Linked DNA regions of Bos taurus: region 1 is linked to region 2. The links are chromatin contacts, called in public Hi-C maps. All regions are on one chromosome and are shown on one strand. The core of a region is the stretch at or near the end of the contact, and the rest is flanking DNA. Distances in the headings are between cores, read along the strand shown. Region 1 holds the start of URB1 (URB1 ribosome biogenesis homolog). Region 2 holds the start of CFAP298 (cilia and flagella associated protein 298).

The links. A called contact is a pair of places that touch in the nucleus more often than the background predicts.
Region 1: a Hi-C map of skeletal muscle shows a contact between it and region 2, with 4 times the contacts expected there. The contact joins the promoter of URB1 here to the promoter of CFAP298 in region 2. A contact is called at or near these places in 2 of 11 Hi-C or Micro-C datasets (liver and skeletal muscle).

The regions. Positions count from the first base shown.
Region 1 is chr1:3,101,392-3,106,214 of ARS-UCD2.0, reverse strand. It overlaps URB1 (URB1 ribosome biogenesis homolog), which reads right to left and starts at 2,952. Exons shown (of 39, transcript NM_001205980.1): 1 at 2,811-2,952; 2 at 412-551. The coding sequence starts at 2,952.
Region 2 is chr1:2,921,090-2,926,084 of ARS-UCD2.0, reverse strand. CFAP298 (cilia and flagella associated protein 298) reads right to left here and starts at 1,429. Exons shown (of 7, transcript NM_001046407.1): 1 at 1,063-1,429. The coding sequence starts at 1,201.

The DNA of each region.
Region 1 (4,823 bases), core at 1,703-4,202, 180 kb before region 2:
AAAGGTTACAATGCAAAAAATGAATGTATCTCTACAGCCCAGGCACAAAACATCATTTTCAGTAGAAAGCTGGTAACTTTCTACTGGTAATTTTGGAGATTTATATCACATTTCTTTTCATCAAGCTTAACGTAATAGTTGTTGTTATTTAGTCGCTCAGTTGTGTCCAACTCTTTTGCGACCCCGTGGACTGTAGCCCACCAGGCTCTTCTGTCCATGGGATTTTCCAGGCTAGAATACTGGAGTGGGTTGCCATTTCTTTCTCAAGGGGATCTTTCCCACCCAGGGATCGAACTTGGGTCTCCTGCTTGGCGGGTGGACTCTTTACCACTGAGCCACCAGGGAAGCCCTAACACAACAGTAGCACTGACTTTTGCTTCTCCCCATCAGGCCAGGTAAGGAAAAGCGTACTTCACTTTCAGGGCGCTTCTCCCCACTCAGGAGCTGGAAAATCTCGGCACACTCCACAGAAATCTTGATGTACCCCTCCACAACATCGTACACATCTTCTCGGGGGAGCTTCTTAGCAGCGGAAACAAATGCCTCCAGGGCTGAAATGAGAGGCAGGGTCAGATGTTAATAAGGACAGTCTCTTTAGAAACAATCCCTGGTGCTACGGTGACAGAGGGAGATTGCTGGCAGGAAATAGCCAGGTGACTGGAAGCCGCCCGTGACAAGATGGAACAGAGGAGCAGGGTGGAGACAGGGAGATCAAGAGGACATGTCCTTAAGTCATGGGGAGCATCTTTCAAAGGCACTGGCTGAGAGCAGAACCCTTCCTGCTGCAGGAATCCTCCTGATGGGTTACTATTCGATGCTCCTGGGCATCCTCTGGGTCTTTATCAATGTAACCCTGCTCTCCATCCCCACCGCCCATCAACTGAAGGGGGAATAATGGATAAAGAAAATGTGGTATATCTATACACAGAAATACACATAAAAGGGACTTCCAGTGGTTAAAACTTCGCCTTCCAATGCAGAGGGGCAGGTCTCAACCCCTGGTCAAGGAGCCAAGATCTCAGAGGCCTCCTGGCCAAAAAAACACAAAACAGAAAACAGAAACAATATTGCAACAAATTCAATAAAGACTTTAAAAAGGGTCCACATCAGGGACTACCCTGGTGGTCTACTGGTTAAGACTCTGTGCTTCCACTGCAGGGGGCATGGGTTCGATCCTTGGCCGGGGAACTCAGCTGGCACACGCTGTACGGTGCAGCCATACATAAATAAATGAGTGAACAAATAGATAACTAAAGCAAAATAAAAATGCTTTAAACTTGTCCATATCAAAAAAAACAAAGGAAAGAAATACACACAATGGGATATTATTCAGCCTTTAAAAAAGAAGGACACTGGGGACTTTCCTGGTGGTCCAGTGGTTAAGACTCCAAGCTTCCACTGCAAGAGGTGCAGGTTCAATCGTAAGATCCCACATGCCACTCAGTGCAGCCAAAATTAAAAAAGTAAAAAAAAGACAGTAGGAAACTTCACCTTTTGCAACATTCTATATGAACCCTGAAGGCAGTAAATGAAACAAGTTAGGGAAAGACAAATACTGTATGTTCTCACTTACACATTCAATCTAAAAATGGCAGGGCCCATCTGATTCTTACCATTTGATCCCTACCCCAGCAAATAACAGCCCCTTGTAAATAATGAACAAATGAATGAATGAAATGTATGTGCTTAGTCACTCAGTCATGTCCAACTCTGTGACCCTTTGGACTGTAGCCCACCAGGCTCCTCTGTCCATGGGATTTTTCAGGCAATACTGGAGTGGGTTGCCATTTCCTTCCCCAAAAACTAATGAACAAATGAATGAATGAAATGTGTAATTCTGTGCTAAAGCAGGTATCATCTTCCTAGTACTAGCTAGCAGTTGCAGATATCAAACCTTTAAAAAAAAATCTGTGGAAGACAAACTAGAAACTGAGGATATTCTGGCCATGAACTTAATTTTTCACTTAAGAGAAACACTGTCACTGTTTCATTTTGACACAATGCCAGTGTTTCCACATATTAGCCTAATTCGATTGTGCTTTGTCCTCATAATCTAAATACTTTCTAATGGATTACAAGAAGTTGTGCAAGGGTGATCACACTTTTCAAAAAGTTGAATTATAGAATCTACTTCGTATCAGTCACTAATCTTGGTCAACTGACAGACCCTGTGGTGGCTTCCTGTGATAGCTTATTACGTGTTCTTGGGTCAGTGTGAGTGGTGGAGAATCAAAGCTACGCAAAACAGAGATGACAGCCATGGCAGTAACTGCAAACAGGCTCACTGAACAGCCCCGAACTGACTCTTGCAATCCCATGGACTATAACCCTCTGTCCATGGTATTCTCCATGGAGAATACTGGAGTGGGTTGCCATGCCTTTCTCCAGGGGATCTTCCCGACCCAAGAATCGAACCTGGGTCTCCTGCATTGCAGCAGATTCTTTACCGATTGAGCTATGAGGAAAGCCTCCGACTCAGTCAGGACTCCATAAGTATCTGCTGTGATGAATGAGGAGTACATTTACCCACTTTCCTAACAACTGCAATAAAAAGAATTTTAGAGCTTGCTGACAGATGCTGCCCGGGCAGGGGAAGCATGTACTCGCAGGGAAACTGTCACCATCAAGCAAATCGTGGCCCTGGACTCCCCGGCACCCAGGTCTCGGTTTCCCGACTACAAATCGGGAGGCTGGGCTCTGACCCTCGCTGCAGAAAGGAGCTGCTGCGTCTGCACACGGAGGCCCCACGCAGACAGAAGAAGCTGGGAGATCGCCTCTCAAGCTCGCGCTCTCTTCCCCGCTGCACTCACCCGGCCCCGCGCCCTGCGGGTCCCTCAGCTGAGCCTTGAAGCGCACGCCCGTGAGCTCTTCGGTGCGGGCCCGCTTGGCTGTGCTCGCCCGGGCAGCCGCGCCGTCCTGGCCGCCCGAGACCTTCCTCTTGGGGACCCCCATGGCCAAGCGGGCGGCGCGCCGGGATCCACACACCCGGAGACCTGGCGGAAGCAAACGCGCGGTGACCCAGCCAGCCTCTCAGGGCTCACACGTGGGGGGAACGGGGGTGGGGCTGCGGAAGGGGCGGGGCCTATGGAGAAAAGTCGACGGAAGGGGCGGGGCTTGTGAGCAACGCGGTCCGGCAGAAATCCTGTAGTAGAGGTAAACGGTTTCCGAGTCTCGGGTTCCCGTATGGTGCTACGGTAGCAGCTGGGTCGCTGGCGGCTCGGGAGCGAGGTGACACTCCCCGCAACACACTCCCCCTCCCCTACTCGGCCGCGGCTAGGAGAGGGCCTTCGGCGGCCCTTCTCGAGGGTTCTTAGCAGGAAGAACCCCCAGATCCTCCGCTCCCGAAGGGCGCGAGCCCAGACCCGTAGTCGCAGCACAGTGAGATCGTTCTTGCCCCGAGGACGCTCTGCTGTGGCCTCTGGAACTTGATTAACACGCGGCGGGATTCGATGCTTTGCTTAAGTTGAAGTCCTCCTGGTGGGTCGGGAGGGTGGATGCCCCTGGCTAATAGATTGAAGGCGGGAGGAGAAGGGGACGACAGAGGAAGAGATGGTTGGATGGCATCACCGACTCAGTGGACATGAGTTTAAGCAAGCTCCAGGAGATGGTGAAAGACAGGGAAGCCTGACGTGCTGCAGTCCATGGGGTCCAAAGGAGTCGGATAAGACTGAGCGACTAAACTTAATTGCCAGGCGGGCTTGTTGCGGGGAGGTCCTTGGTAAGGCAACCGGTCCGAAGTCTTGCGGATGCCCCTAACCCCGACCCTTAGTTTATCTCACCTCTCGGGCAAAGACAGGCTTGCCTGGTGGGATGTCACCGCAGACAGACTAACTAATGGGAGGACGGGCACCCTTTCGGCCCTGCAGGGTGGGAGGAGAGGATCAAATGAAGTCGTGTCTGTGAAAACCCCTAGTGGACAGCGCAGCGGCCGCCACGTCTAAGCCCCCGGTCATTAAAATGGAAACAGCGAAGCCAGATGTTGCCGAGCGGAGAAAATGATGCCATGTGTGCAAAACTGCTTTGACGGGGGAAAAAGGACTGTGTGTCTTTGTAAGATGTTACTCGTTGACTTGAGAGCCACATGAAATACTCTGAAATAAAATGGAGGCATCAATAGTAAAAACAGGCTGGTGCATTCCTTAATACCCCTTCATCAATACGTGGTTATGTGTTCAAATAAATCATGAACCAGGTCATGAGATGAGTAATTTGGTGATTCCTGGAATCATCAGTTAGCTCGCCCTCTAATTTGAGGAAATACTCTCCTGGGTTCTGTAAGCAAATCTGTATTGAATGTCTAAGGATGTGGGTTTTTTTGTGACCTGTTGAAGTTCCAGAATCTCTAATAGGAAACGTCTGTGGGATTGACTGTGAGTCAAGCACAAGCAAGACTATTGTGCTTGTGGAAATGCTTTTCTTGTAGGCAGGTCAGAGCAAGTGGCCTGACCAGATATGAGTTCTTGCAGCAATATTAAGAGACAGGGATATGCCCAAAATTAAGGCTGTAAAGGGTAATACTCTTATTAGGAAAGACAGACTTAATTATTTTTTAATTTTATTTAATTTTTAAACTTTACATAATTGTATTAGTTTTGCCAAATATCAAAATGAATCCACCACAGGTATACATGTGTTCCCCATCCTGAACCCTCCTCACTCCTCCCTCCCCATACCATCCCTCTGGGTCGTCCCAGTGCACCAGCCCCAAGCGTCCAGTATCGTGCATCGAACCTGGACTGGCATCTCATTTCATACATGATATTTTACATGTTTCAGTGCCATTCTCCCAAATCTTCCCACCCTCTCCCTCTCCCACAGAGTCC
Region 2 (4,995 bases), core at 180-2,679:
TGGACAGACCACGGAGTCGCAAACAGTCGGACACGACTTACAGCAACTACCACTGCTAGACGGCACCGCCAGGGAACATCTCCGCGCGGTGGAAAGTTGCATTGGCCGTCACGGCTCCGGGGTTGGGGGTGGGGGGGGTGGGGGATGGGCGGGGGGCAGTGACCAAAACACTGTAACATGAGGATCAGGCTGTTTCCGAGAGCAGGGAACACGGAGGGAGGCAAGAACGCCGAGTCTCTCTCGCCCTTGAAAACCATCCCAAAGCTGGGTGGCTCTCCCACCCGCCCCAAACCCCCCCGGAGACTGCTCTATCTTCAAAGTCTCAAAAGAGAACACTCTTAAAAATCGGCCCGGGGATCGTCCCACCTCTCACACTTGCGGAGATCCCCTACACCTGCTCTGGGGTCCAGGCTCTCGGCTCTCTCCTGTGCCACCTCCCGTCTCCCCCCTCCCCCCTCCTCGGTTTCGGGACTTAGGTCGGTTTGTTTTGCTTAGAGGCCCAATCCCGACTCCCCAGGCCGTGGAACGGCCCGTCCCGTCTGCTCCGAGCACCCTTCCACGCGGTGCAGTCAGTTCAGTCGCTCAGTTGTGTCTAACTCTTTGCGACCCCATGGACTGCAGCACGCTAGGCTTCCCTGTCCATCACCAACTCCCGGAGTTTACGCAAACTCATCTCCACTGAGTCGGTGATGCCATCCAACCATCTCATCCTCTGTCATCCCCTTCTCCTCCCGCCTTCAATCTTTCATCAGGGTCTTTTCCAGTGAGTCAGTTCTTTGTATCAGGTAGTAATGGAGTTTCAGCTTCAGCATCAGTCCTTCCACTGAATATTCTGGACTGATTTCCCACGCGGTGCAGTCGCTCCTGGAAGCATCTCTGGGGAAACCCGTGGTCCCCATCTCAAGCCCGGCAGCTGCGCGTCTTCGCAAAGTCTTCACTGGCCTGACCCTCGGTCGCCCCTAGTCGGCCCGAGTAGGCCTGGCGGGTCCCGCCCAACTTCACCCCGTCCCCGCGGGCCCGGTTCTCTCCTCCCGTCCCAGGCCCCAAGCCGCCGGGCCGCACCTGACCAGATGCGCTGCGCCTTGAGCCGCGCGTTGTAGACCCGGGCCACCTGCGCCGTGAGTTCCTCCAGCTCCGAGCTCCCCGGCGCCTGCAGCAGGAACTGGCTCTCGTCGCCCCGCTTCACGTGCAGCAGAACCATGGTGGTTGCGGGAGCCCCGCCGGAAGGCCCGGGACAAGCGGCCTGAGGTCACCCACCCCCGCGGGCGGACAGCGAAGATCACCGACCAACGGTTGCCGGGAGGCCGGAACCCCGGGTTCGAGCGTTCGCGGTGCTGGGACTGGGCAGGGGAACTGGGGGAAACGGCTCGGCTCCCGGAAGTGGCTGTTGCCAGGAGCAACAGAGAAACACGATCTGGGAGCGGGGAGAGGGAGGGGACTAGGGGGAAACAGTACCCGCTCTCAGAAGTGCCTGCTGCCAGGAGCAACAGAGAAACGCGATCTGAGGGCGGGGGTTGGGGCCCACGGCTCAAGGGCAGACCCTGAGGCTGGGGAAGCTACGGTGCGCGGGGACCCGGGCCTCCCTCCACTACCGGGACAGTAGGTGCAGCCGAGCAAAGGCTCCCGGACCGGCCCCCGCACCGCCTGAGCTGACTTCGCCGAGACCCCGCTCCCGGAAGTGGCTGTTGCCGTGGCAACCCTCAAACCGACCAGCTGGCTGAGGGGAGTTCTGGCCGCTGGGTCGGCTCGCCGGGGGCCCGAGATTCCATCCAGGGAGTTGGGAGGGGAGGCGCAGGGAGGTTGCTCGACCGGGAATGGGAAGGGGTGGCGGGCACCCAGAGACGCCAAGCCCCCACAGCAGTGTTCCCACCGTCGCTCGAGGCCTCGCCAGCCTTTCCGCCTTCCGCAGTCTCCACTTCCGGAAACGCCTCCGGCTGCTTCCGGTCTGGAGCGCTGAGGAGAGAGGCCGTGACGCACGGCTGAGGAGAGACCGTCGGCTGTTGGTTCTTTGGTCTTCAGGACTGAGGAATCGGGGAACGTGCCCGTACTTCTCCATGCGGGGTGATTCGGATGCCCAAGTCTAGTGTATCTGGCGCGGCTGACGCCGGAACGACGCTCCCCAAACTGTCGTCATTCACTGTCCAGCAAAATTCTTATTAAAGGCAGTCGTGGGCGGCGCTGTTTATTCCCAAACAGGGCGGCAGGTCCAGGGTCACTGCTCTCACGGAGCTTATAATCAATGTAAGTGACAACAAGAAAGCAAACATAAACGGATAAGGCAGATTTTAAAAAGTAAAAAAACAAACAGGGTGATGGACTTTTTAGATAGGATGGTCAAGGAATGTCTTAAAGGGATGGGTAACATTTGCACTGAGTCCTTGCTCACGCACAAGGCGCTTGCAAAGCTATCGAAGTAGTGCAAGATCCTCACCCCTGGTTGTCTGCTTGGAAGGGCCGTTGCCAAATACGAATTGATTTGAATTTTACAAGCACCTGGCACTCCGTGTACCTGAAACTTTTGACTCCCTGCGTTGAAATCTGTATCCCTCAAGTTCCCCGGGCAGAGGGAAGAAAGTGGGAGACTGTAGGCCTGGGAATGCGTCGAGGCAACCCAGAGCCTCATGTGAAGACTGCTAGAATGATACTGGATAGAAGGGGGATGGCGCCCAGCGGGGAGAGAGGTGTGTTTTCGTCTCTAGTACTGTCAGGGCAGGGATCACCCAGACCCTGGAACATGCAGTACTGGTCAGACTGGCAAATGTCTTTTACCCAGAGGGAGAAAGGGGTCTACTGGGTTCACCTACCTCCTGACTGCTGGCTGTAGGATCCTCCTCCGATTTTCTCCTGAATCCAACTAAGTATCCATCAGGCCACTCCTGCTTAAAACTTGCTATATACAGCCTTCTAGGTAGTGAGAACCATTTATCCACACACTCATGTATTACAGACAGGGTCTCGGGGTATAATTTTTAATAAATGTAAAAGGAATGAAAAGAATAGAAAACCCGTGTTTGTACTGGTCATCCAGTTCTGTACTTACCGACTTTACATTGTTGCTATTGTTTAGGTGCTAAGTTGTGTCCATAACCCCATGGACTGTACCCCACCAGCCTCTGGCCAAGGGATTCTCCAGGCAACAACACTGGAATGGGTTGCCATTTCCTTCTCCAAGGGATCTTCGTGCCCCGGGGATTGAACAGGGTCTCTGACTTGGCAGGCAGATTCTTTACCACTGGGCCACCATGGAAGCCCATTAACTACGCTGTCACAGGTCGAACAGGTGCACCATCTTTAATCTTTGACAGCACTGCTATTTGCCTTTGTATTCTTACATTGCAGTCCTTTCTGTGCTTTCTTAAGGTCCTTTTCTTCTCACCCAGGCCGTGTCATACAAATTTTGTGTGTAGCTTTTCCTCATTGTAGTTTAAGTGATCATACATCATGCCAAAGCCTATTGTATTGTCACCCAAGTGGGTTCTGAATTTGAAGACAAATATGACATCTGTGTGTTCCTATGTACTTTGGCTTATCTAAATATTTTAGGTACTGTTTCCTTTCTACGGTAAAGGGCATCTTATAAGCATTTGTATCTGCTGAAGCAATCCATTAGTAGTGATAAACACTCCAATACAGATAATTAATGGGGCACTCATGTTGACTGCTAGATATCAGGCAACCAGAGACGAAAAGAAAATTTTTACTGTACTGAAAAAAAATTGTTTTAATACCATTAACACACGTATGTGGGACTTCCCCCATGGCTCAGCAGGTAAAGAATCCGGCTGCAATGCAGGAGATCCAGGAGATGTGGATTCGATCCTGGGTCAGGAAGCTTCTCCTGGAAAAAGAAATGGCAACCCACTCTAGTACTCTTGCCTGGAAAATCCCATGGCTTGGTGGGCTACAGTCCATAGGGTCACAGAGTTGTAAACAACTGAGGGACTGAGCATACATACATAACGCACATATGTATCCCTAAATAGAGAACATTGTTTGGTATGTTTTAAATTTGATATAACTGATGTCATACGAAGATGACATTAGTTGAAAACAAAGATCATGGCATCTGGTCCCATCACGTCATGGGAAATAGATGGGGAAACAGTGGAAACAGTGTCAGACTTCATTTTTTTGGGCTCCAAAATCACTGCAGATGGTGACTGCAGCCATGAAATTAAGACGCTTGCTCCTTAGAAGCAAAGTTATGGCCAACCTAGATAGCATATTGAAAAGCAGAGACATTACTTTGCCAACAAAGGTCCGTCTAGTCAAGGCTATGGTTTTTCCAGTGGTCATGTATGGGTGTGAGTTGGACTGTGAAGAAAGCTGAGCACTGAAGAATTGATGCTTTTGAACTGTGGTGTTGGAGAAGACTCTTGAGAGTCCCTTGGACTGCAAGGAGACCCAACCAGTCCATTCTGAAGGAGATCAGCCCTGGGATTTCTTTGGAAGGAATGATGCTGAAGCTGAAACTCCAGTACTTTGGCCACCTTATGCGAAGAGTTGACTCACTGGAAAGGACTCTGATGCTGGGAGGGACTGGGGGCAGGAGGAGAAGGGGACGACAGAGGATGAGATGGCTGGATGGCATCACTGACTCGATGGACGTGAGTCTGAGTGAACTCCGGGAGTTGGTGATGGACAGAGAGGCCTGGCGTGCTGCGATTCATGGGGTCGCAAAGAGTCGGACACGATTGAGCGACTGAACGGAACTGAATGTCATACTGTATTATTTTGTACCTTGCTTTATGGTTCCATACTGAAATTTACTAGTATTTCACTCACTTATTTTCACTACTACATAGTATTCCACCAGAAATATGTCACTCCATCCCCTTCTTGAGGGTTAGTTTCTTTCCAGTTTTCACCATTACAAACAATGTGCATTCCTACTCCACTTGTCCTAGAATTTCTCTCCAAGTCAAATTTGTTGTGATAGAATATATGAATCTTACTGGACATTATTTATGTATTTTTTAAGTTAGTCATGTTTTG